Linked DNA regions of Hordeum vulgare: region 2 is linked to region 1. The links are chromatin contacts, called in public Hi-C maps. All regions are on one chromosome and are shown on one strand. The core of a region is the stretch at or near the end of the contact, and the rest is flanking DNA. Distances in the headings are between cores, read along the strand shown. Region 1 holds the start of LOC123402309. Region 2 holds the start of LOC123406255 (methionine aminopeptidase 1D, chloroplastic/mitochondrial).

Region 1 (4,975 bases), core at 762-3,261:
CGGCTTCACCAGGAGTTGTGCCACAAATCGTCGGAAGAAACATGCATCTTCAAAGATGATGACCGACGACGATCGCCACCAATTGATTCCACGGACCTTGTACGTGGTGCTTGCTTATCCCATTATTATCCTCTTAAACAATCCCACTACGACCGCCGGCTGCCAGCCTACGGGGGAGACAGTGCACCCACGGAATGCGCTAAAGCAACGTTAGCATAGCCGCCCCACCATTGATTTTCTCCTGCAAAGTGCAAAGCCGGGCACCATTTGCTCACGGACCAATACAATAAGATCACTAGTGCTAACGCCGATCTAGCCGGCCATGGGGAGGACTTACGCATCCAGTGCAGATGACTTGTCGGGGGAGCCAGCCACACCCACCCTTCGTCGATCTTCGTCTCTCTCTCTCTCGATCGCACGCGCCGGCTCTGTGGCGCCTGTCTGCCTTTATATATAAACCCACATGCGGCGGAGCACATCGTGTATAGACGAACTGACGAAGGAGGAGGAAGGAAGCATGCATGTGATGCACAGCGGAGCAAGGTGACAAAGGAGCGCACTGTTGCGTGCATGATCCCTACAACAACAGAGGCCAGCAGAGGCTCAGCTCGTGTCGCCACAGATCTGGCCGTCTGGCAAAGGCTAATCATTGCACCATAAATCCCCCATCTACGCACAAGCATTATGTACAGGCCGCCATGGGCAGGCAGAGCGAGATGGTGGTGGAGGAAAAAAACAAAGCTTGGAAGAAGAAGAAGAAGAAGAAGAGAAAGAAGTGTGAGGTGATGCATGGGGATCTAGTGGCAGTGGACAGCTGCTGCTAGCTAGCTGGCTAGGGATCGAGAGCGGATCACTTGTGAGATAAGAAGAAGGAAAAAAGAAGTGAAATTACAGAATTGTTTGCTCTTCAACACATGCACACACATGGACATGGACACTGGCCATCTACAGTGGCTAGCTAGCACACACGCAATCAGGCCACCCAAAACGACTGACGAGCGCGATGAGAGAAGACCGGTGAACATGGTGCGAGCGATGGCGAGGAAGAAGAAGGGTTTCGTCATGTCGCCGTAGTCCCCATCGGCCGGTCACCTCTCATAGCTCCTGCAATGGGTCAAAGGATCTGTAATGAGACAACACATCACTTCATCCAACAGCTCTTAACAATTCAATAATTGCGTACTAGTAGTAGTACTATGATGATGTACTACTACGTGGCTAACGTGGACTGCAAAGATTGCTACTACATGGAGATGACCAGCGGACGGACCTGCTTGGACGCGGCCATGTCGGTGGCTATCTTGGCGTCGGCGTCCACGGCGACGACCTTGTCGCCCTTCTTGGCCGCGGCGGCATTGTTGGCGACGCCGCCGCCGACGCATAGCGACTTCCGGAGGCCGAGCATCTCCCTCCACCGGCTGGACCCCTTGGGCGTGGACGCCCTCTCCTCGTCGGCGCTACCACGGAGCTCGTCGCGGAGCGTGGAGGGAGCGCGGCCGCCCTCGACCTTGAAGGGGAGGATCCTGCCCTTGGAGAAGAGCTGGTCGGCGGCCATCATGGGGTGGCTGCCGACGGAGAACTCGAAGTTCTGGTCCTCCTCCTGGCACCGCAGGCCCATGGCCCGGTTCTGCACCGGCGGCGGCGGCTCCATGGAGAAGTCGCTGGAGAAGGAGATGCGCGGGCCCGGCTGCCCGCCGCCGAACGCCACCGCGCCGCCGTCCGGGTTGTACATGTTAACGCATGCCATGGCTCGCGCGCTAGCTAGATTAATTAGCTCGATCGTCGTGGGATAGCTTGGCTGATGCGTGGCGAGGCTTTTAAAAGGTGGTGATGGTGGTGGTGTCTGGTCTCGGCGTGCGAGCTGAAGAAACGGGGCACTGTTACGGGTCACTGAGTGTGGAGGTGATGGTGGATTTGGATGGGTTTTATAGAGATGAGAGGAGAGGGGGGCTGCTTGGGATGAAGCTTTTGGGTAGATGTGCGCTGCAATTGTTTGGCACCGCCTGTAGTAAACGGTGATGATTGAGATGCATGGCGAGCTGTTTTCTTTCTCCACCGGTGAACAATGGATTAGAGCCATATAGGTGAAATATATACAGTACTCCCTCCGATACATACACAGGTTGCGTCAGTTAATTCAGATCGGAGGAAGTGGTACTTTTCCCTAGAATTTTTTTGGAAGTACTCCCTCCGTTCCTAAGTATAAGACCTTCTTAAGATTCCACTATGAACTACATATAAATGTATATAGACATATTTTAAAGTATAAATTCGCTCATTTTGCTTCGTATGTAGTCCATAATAAAATATCTAAAAGGTCTTATATGTAAAAACGAAGGGAGTATATGAGTACAACAATGTCGGCATGGCCATACGTATGCGGGCATGTGGGTTTACTCGAACCATATGAAACGTAAGGGTTGGTCATGGCTTTTTCACTTTTTGTAGTTATGGTTTGGAGACTAGCCACTTATATCTGTCATCACCTGAAACTTGACTCTCGAGTGAAGGCACCCGAAACTTGAAACCCAGTTGAAGTCTCGAAGATGCTTCTTCTGAATTCCAACGGGCACCCGTCACAAAACCCCATCACCACAGCATCACCGCCGGCCGCATGCCACAGTACAACCGTTCAAACCTTTCTCATTACACAAAAAGAGAGCACGGGGATCGTTCTGGAACGGACTGTTGATTTTGTTTCTCTGTGCCAGCTCCAGGCCCGGGATAAGAAGAAGAAGAAGAATGCCGTTTGTTGATATGCGATCTTGGGACGATAGATCGCAAGTCCCAACACGGATCGGGAACCATGGACGCGTGCGTGCGGCGCTCATGGGGGGGGAGAAGAATCTCAGGAGCGTCGGTGTGCCAGTGCCAGTGCTCCCAGCAGCGATTCTTCCTCGTTTGGATGCGCGCTGCTAGTTGCTTGGACGTGTGGCAAATGCCGGTCTTGGGGCCTCGCCGCGGTCAAACAATGGCTGTCATTGTCCAGCTTGTGATTGGCATTGTTATCATAATCCCGGCACGGTGGTTGGATAGAGTGAATTCTGGCATGCCGCAACCGCACTTGATTCCCGGCCCTTTTACCACCGGGAAAGCAAGCGCACGTGAGGTGCATGACCCAGATGCGGCAAGGTCTGCCTGCCACACCGACCAACGCCACTTGGGTTCGCCTCGGAGCTTGACACGTAACCCTTTGCGATTTATTTGCAGATCAAGAGCTACCAGTAAGTACATGTATGTCGTCACGTGAAAGATGGTGTTTTTTACTTGAAACCAAACTAATGACCAAAGGAAAATATTGCACGGGGAAATTTTTGGTTATATACATACATTTAGTAAAGGGTATACATCGAGGGGAAATCGACGTTTTGTCTGCGATTATTATATAGCAGTAGTGTCATCAAGCAGCATGAAATAATTGAGAGCAGGGGCATAATTATTTCTTCGAATGAGCCAAGGGGCATGATTATAGTGGGGTTTGCGAGGAGTATGGTGCAAGGATGCCAACCTCCAAGTGTAGAGTAGAACAAATTAGACCCATCCATAATTGCAGGGGGAATTAGCAAAGGCGCAGACAACAGTCCTTTTCCTCATTGAACACATGATGATCCACCACACGGCACAGGGCCATACTGGCGTGGCAACTGTTGGGGATCATGCGAGACAAGAGGATCGTAAGGCTTTGTTCATGAAGCGCATACCGAGGAACAAGAAAATCCGTACGGCCTGAGTCCGACGGCCTACGGTGCGGTGCGGGGGCGGGGGCGGGGGCGTAGGTTCGGTGGTAGCTTTCTTCCCCGTGGATTCGGGACCAGCGGCCTCAGCGGAAGACCTGGCGTGGACGACCTGAAGAAGAAGAGCAGATGAGCACAGAAAGCGATCTCCATAACAAATGAACAGATATGTGCTGTTCAAGGGGAAAGCAACGTTAATGGTAAGGTCACCAGATGCCAGGGTAAGCCATGTTCAGGGCAGAATGGAGTACGAATGCCCAAGCAAAGAATCAGGTAGGCTGGCATTCTTAACGAGTCTACATGGCTCCATATCACTGGAGTTAAAATCCAGTTAAAATGTTGCACGCTAGAAATCAAAGCCTAACACACCAAGCAACGACTACGACTGTAATCCTATCCAAAATTTGAACCGTCAATCCTAGCTGTGACATTTCTACGAACTGCAAACTTCTCGATACCTATCGACAAAAAGGATGAAGTGGAACATCTATAGCCTGGCAGATATTGTTAAGTGCGCATGCACATGCCAGATTAACAAAAGAAAATGCAAACATGCTTAAAGATGTCCGGGATTGGGATCGGTTGGGCACCAGCAGGAGGGAGGGAGGGAGGGAGAAGGTAGGTAACAAGATCGTTTGACCGACACTTGACCGGTTTGTTATTTAGCCAGAGTGAGCTGGCGACATGGACCTCTCAGAACAGGACCATGTGATCCCAAAGGATCCTCTCCCTCCTCGCCTTGGTTCCGTCTCCATGACCAATCATAATACGGCTCCTCCGTCCTGTGCCTCCTCCAGGTCACCTCACAGCGGACCGGTCAAGGAGTTCTTGTTCCTTAGTAATGCCTGTCCTATTTCTATTGAATCACAGACTATAGTGTCCTGGTGGAAACAGGACCATTTTAAACACTCGTCTAGTCTCAGGTCACCTCACAGTGTCCATGCTAATAGATGGAGTGCAACATGCTGCTGGAATGGCAAAATTACCAGCAACGAGATACTCCACATTCAGATCATGAAAAGCTAACGTTTTGGACAGGTCTCCGACACATAACATGGAGCATTAACTTCTGTTTACAAACATATCAATAAAATCAAACAAAAGTTGATATTGTGCTAGTACTTTTCGAGGCAAGTCTGCACGTATGGTTTCCAAGTATCAAGGCTAAATATTTAAAAAGATATCTGTAGTCAAAGTTTCAAAAGTTTTAGTAGGCTTATGTCCAGAGGGACGTTTTTTTA
Region 2 (4,975 bases), core at 1,054-3,553, 300 kb before region 1:
TTATAGAAAAAAATTCCACAATACTCCATGTACATATAAACAGATGGAATTAAATTATATATCAACTGAATCTGCGCCCGACGTAGGTTCTCATATAGAAAAAGGAATGTCGGATGTTTGTTCACAACAAGCAAGAAACAACTAGAACAAAATAACCTCTAGAAAATCATCAAACGGATATCTACCACAAATAACCACTTCAGTTTCTTTCTTTACTTGTACTTTGTCTGTGAGGGAAGCACAACTACCAAACAATAGTCACTTCAGCAGATGTATAGATTATCTTTGGCTTACATTGAGATAGACAGTAACATCGATGTTGATGATATCGCCATCCTGCCAAAAAAAAAGATTAACTGTAAATTGATTGGTATGTATTTAAAGTCATTATCTCCAGATGCTGGATAGCTTACCTCAAGTGGACGAGAATCTGGTATCCCGTGACAGATGCATTCATTCACTGAAGTACAAACACTCTTCGGGAATCCACAATAACCAAGAGGTGACGGGTATGCACCATTATCGATTATCATTTGGTGCACCGCTTTATCTATCTCATCAGTTGTTATGCCTGGCTGTAAATAAGAACCGATCAATTTTTGACACTTGAGTCTTAGACCACCCTAGTGGGATAATTTTCAGAAATGAAGTACTTTATGAGAAGGGACTTCTACTTCACACACTACTTAAAAGGTGTTTAAAATGTGTATCAGTTGTGTCCTGCACCTGAACCTTTACCAGAGGATCCATTTGCTTGGTGTGCTCTTTTCTCTTAACAAAGTATTGGATGAATGGAATGAGGTTTCCGTTGTGAATGTAAAGTTCCACAACTAAAAAGAATAATCAGGTAGCGATGCCAATAACAACATTACATTTACAAGTGTCCCAGCAAACTTCAAAACTTGTGCGGCAAGCTTTCCAGAAGCTCTCATGCATTCGATCCCTTTTTCATCATGTATTTCAGGTCCACCGTTCATCTGAGGTCTTTGACGGGAATTGACATAAGGAGGCTGCTGTATATGACTGGGAACGGTTAGACGAGGAGACACTTTCCCAGGTCGTAGGCGTCTAGGGTTATTTTCCAGTGAGTCATCCCGACTTCTGTGGAAGTCCAAAAAAGAAACATAAATGTGAATCTACATGTATGCTCCATACAACAGTAAATGTATCAGAGATCTACAAACAATAGATGCCATTTAAAGGCACAGGCAGAATTCAATAGTATTCTCTATACACTATAAGTAATATATGTAACAGGTACAGCATATAAAGTAATAAAGTATGCCTTGATTTTGACCATACAAATATTTGAGAAGCACAGAGTATACAGTACAGACAGGCACAATCCATATTTCATAAGATCAATAACTCAGGGAACTTCATACCCGTTTATCTAATAGTAAAAAAAAATATTATCTAACTCTGATACAAGCATATCTCACTTCTTAGCATTCTATCTCCTTGAAATGAAATCAACAAAAAAGTGATTCCAGAAAGAAACTCTTCACTCAGATCATATCACCAGAACAAGAATATCCTACTACTGTTGACCCCCTACCTTAATGAGAGCATTGGGGAAAAGGGAGCCCCTGAAATCAACAAGCAATAAACATATCTGCGTATGTGGTCAATGCACCAAGTTGTGTGTTCGCGTAGCCATGTACTGGATAATAAAGGCAACCAATAAACTGGCATTTCAGCTACTGCTTCAATTTAGAGCATTGGTATAAATAAAAGATGGGAAATACATGTGTTCGCCCAAGATAGCCAAAGTCAGGCCATCATGTATTGTATTCATTGATGGGTCAAGTTGTATCACTATATAAAGGTATATTACGCATACCAGTTGCAAATGACCACTCTATCTGCACAGAAAGACAGGCTCGCAGCTAATCTACCGCTGTTGAAGAGGGAATGGCGACCGGGGAGCTCACCTCCTGTTGAAGAGGGCGTCCACCAGGCTGGAGAGCGTTCTCGTGGCCTGGCACGTCACCCGCCTGTGCCCTGCAAGAGGAGACCCGAGCCGTCCTCTCAGCGAATGTTTCCCCCGGCAGGAGCTGACGACGGGGCAAGCGTTTGAGCCGAAGCGCGAACGGGGGAGGGGCGCATACCTCTGCCTGGGGCGGCGGCGCGGAGGAGCGGCCTGGCGGAGAGCGCGCCGAGGCGGTCGCCCAGGAGGGCGCAGAGCAGGCGCGGCGACGGCGGGCTCGCCATGGCCATGGCCACTGCGCCGCACGCGCGCGCGAGCGGGATATGGGGGAGAGGCAGGGGAGCAGGGGAAAGGAAATCGAGAGCTGTGGTGGAGAGTCGAGAGTCGAGACTAGCCGTCGTGGGCTTTCCGTGCGTGCCAAGTCGGACCCCGCCAATAAAACCGGACCGCACCGGAGGCGTCGGCCGAACCAGGCGAGAGACACAAGACCAAAACCCAACCAAACCCCCATCTCCCTCCTCCCGGAACCCCATCGCCGCCGCCGCCGCCGCCGAGCCGACCCGCGCCGAGGATGGCAGCGGAGCAGCCGTCGTCGGAGGACGTGGAGGACGAGCTCCTCGCCCACCTCGACGCCAACGCCGAGATCCCCGACTCGCGCTCCTTCGCATCCTCCCTCGGCGTCCCGCACAGGGACGTCGAAGACGTGATCAAGAGGCTCTGCGCCTTCCGGATCGTCGGGAGCACGGTACGGCACCCTCGTCCCTCTCTCCAGTCCCCTCAGCTTCGCGTAGCCCCTGCCCCGAGTTAGTTCCCCCGAGACCTAACGAGCCGTGCTCGCTTTCCTGCCCGCAGGACATGACCAAGGAGGCGCTGGTGCTCACCGACGAGGCCAAGGGCTACGTCGCCAGGGGCTCCCCCGAGGTGCAGTTCGTCGCGGCCATGCCTCCGAAGGGCGCCGCCTCCAAGGCCGCGCTCCAGGTGATTTCCCTCTCTGACCTATGTGGCCTTCAGGAGGTGCTCGATTGGAGTCAATAGTTTCGGCTCCGGAGATCTCTGATGTCTGATGCTTAGGGTGCTGCATTGTAGGAGATATTGGGGGACGTGTTCGATGTTGGATTGAAGGCTGCTGCCAAGAAGCAGTGGATTGGATTCGACAAGGAAAACGAGGACCTCGTAACGAGAAGGGTATTAGAGCTGAGCTCGTTTCACTTTCTTCTCTTCATTGTTGTATATACAGCTCAGTTTAGTCTGTATCTCTGTTGGAAACTCGCTTGCCGTATCTACTGTTCTTTTCGGGCACTATGTTCTCAATTTGCCAATGTCTGGGTTGTAGACGTAGAATGTACGTAGAAAACGTTGCCTCATCATCATAGTTCAACTCTTCCATTGTGCAATAGTTACACCTGTGTTCACTGAAGGTCTCTCGGTGCTTTTGTCTGTCTCGATCTTTTTATCTCTAGGCATGGCATTGCATGATTTCTTTTTGTTTTATTCAGGTTAAGGATACCAAGGATGAGTTGCAAGAGCAGCTTAAACGTCTGGAGAATGGGGAGGTTGGTGTTGCTTTATTGCTCGTTGTTCCTCTCATATTTTGTGTGATGGCATGGCACAATTATTTGTTAGGTACAATAGCTAGTAAGTACTCCCTCTGTCCCAAAATTCTTGTCTTAAATTTGTCTACATATGTATGTATCTAGTCACGTTTTAGTATTTAGATACATCCATGTCTAGACAAACCTAAGACAAGAATTTTGAGACTGAGGGAGTACCAAATAGTTCTTTACCCCTTCTTAAGAAAAAAGGTCTTTCATGTAGGTTTTTGATGATAAAGTAATGGAGGGTTTGAAGAGAAGAAAGCTTATAACAAAAGAGTAAGTATCTGTTTGCAAGATATCTCTTTTAAAGTTTCAATAAATGCCGGTCGATTATCCTAATTTCTACACCTACTTCACTGTTGTTCAGAAAATCTATTTGGTATTCACTGAAGAAGGGGCCTGAATTTGTTGTAAAGAGAAAAACATTGGCTACCGATGTGACACGAGATCATCTGAAGAGGTAATTTGATGTCACTTATCTCAAGCTAATTTTCAAAATTGAGCAGGAAACCTCTGCTTGTTGGCTATAAACTACTCCCTCTGTCCCATAATATAAGATGTTATTACAACCAATATATGAGTACATTGGTTGTAGCTAGTAACATCTTATATCATGAGACGGAGGGAGTATAATTTACCATGAACAATTGAAGACTACACAGAAGACTCATCATTGCCTTTTGTCTTCTAAATTGCCCAGCTGTACTTATCCTATCTGTCAAAGGCTACATTAAACTTATTGTCATGTTAAAAATCTTAAAATCGAATTTTAAGATCTATTATATGTGTACCTATTAATGGATAATAATAACTGACTTGTTATAACTTTTCCTTTTAAATGCTTTTTCTTTCCTACAGTGGCGACTGGAAGGATCTGGAATTTAAAGATTATAACTATGGAGCTCAAGGACAACCTATTGCGATAGGATATAGTCAACCGTTGTTAGAGGTACTTCAAATCTTTACTGTGTTCCATTTTTTCATAGAGCTTCATCTGATAAACCAGATAACTCACAACTGTTATTTGGTGGGTTTTCTTCAGGTCCTTGAGGCAATCCAAAACATTTTTGTCGAGATGGGGTAAATACAAAAATTGGTTCATGATATACGCAATTTAAGACAATATTCGGAAAATGGATTAATTCATTTTATTGATGTAACAGGTTCAGTGAGATGCCAACAAACATGTTTGTAGAGAGCAGGTAAAATAGAAAATAAGACAAGACATTGTTTTCTTTTCTTTTCTCATACCTGTTTGTAGTCAATTTCCTGTACTGGTAGAATAATCTTCTGTACAAACTTGGAAGTTTTTTTAGGATTTAGGATTGATAGTTCCGTGACAACACCATATAAGTATATGACGAGACAATGTAGTGTATAGCATATCACTGTTTCCTAGATTAATATTGATATATTTATAACATTGTATGAATGCCTTTCTTTTGCTAGC

Evidence for each region. Hi-C and Micro-C count contacts between places; a contact is called where the count stands out from the background.
Region 2: a Hi-C map of leaf shows a contact between it and region 1, with 2.1 times the contacts expected there. The contact joins the promoter of LOC123406255 here to the promoter of LOC123402309 in region 1. A contact is called at or near these places in 2 of 6 Hi-C or Micro-C datasets (leaf and seedling).

What each region holds. Positions count from the first base shown.
Region 1 is chr6H:517,887,303-517,892,277 of MorexV3_pseudomolecules_assembly, reverse strand. LOC123402309 reads right to left here and starts at 2,011. Exons shown (of 2, transcript XM_045096208.1): 1 at 1,271-2,011; 2 at 541-1,104. The coding sequence starts at 1,747. The coding sequence ends at 1,096. LOC123402879 (DNA repair and recombination protein RAD54) reads right to left here. Exons shown (of 23, transcript XM_045096841.1): 23 at 3,299-3,846.
Region 2 is chr6H:518,184,154-518,189,128 of MorexV3_pseudomolecules_assembly, reverse strand. It overlaps LOC123406255 (methionine aminopeptidase 1D, chloroplastic/mitochondrial), which reads right to left and starts at 2,303. Exons shown (of 10, transcript XM_045099741.1): 1 at 2,112-2,303; 2 at 1,935-2,004; 3 at 873-1,101; 4 at 414-575; 5 at 295-336. The coding sequence starts at 2,220. LOC123406254 (phenylalanine--tRNA ligase alpha subunit, cytoplasmic-like) reads left to right here and starts at 2,403. Exons shown (of 18, transcript XM_045099740.1): 1 at 2,403-2,675; 2 at 2,783-2,908; 3 at 3,017-3,115; 4 at 3,427-3,483; 5 at 3,746-3,801; 6 at 3,893-3,985; 7 at 4,384-4,474; 8 at 4,568-4,605; 9 at 4,689-4,727; 10 at 4,975. The coding sequence starts at 2,502.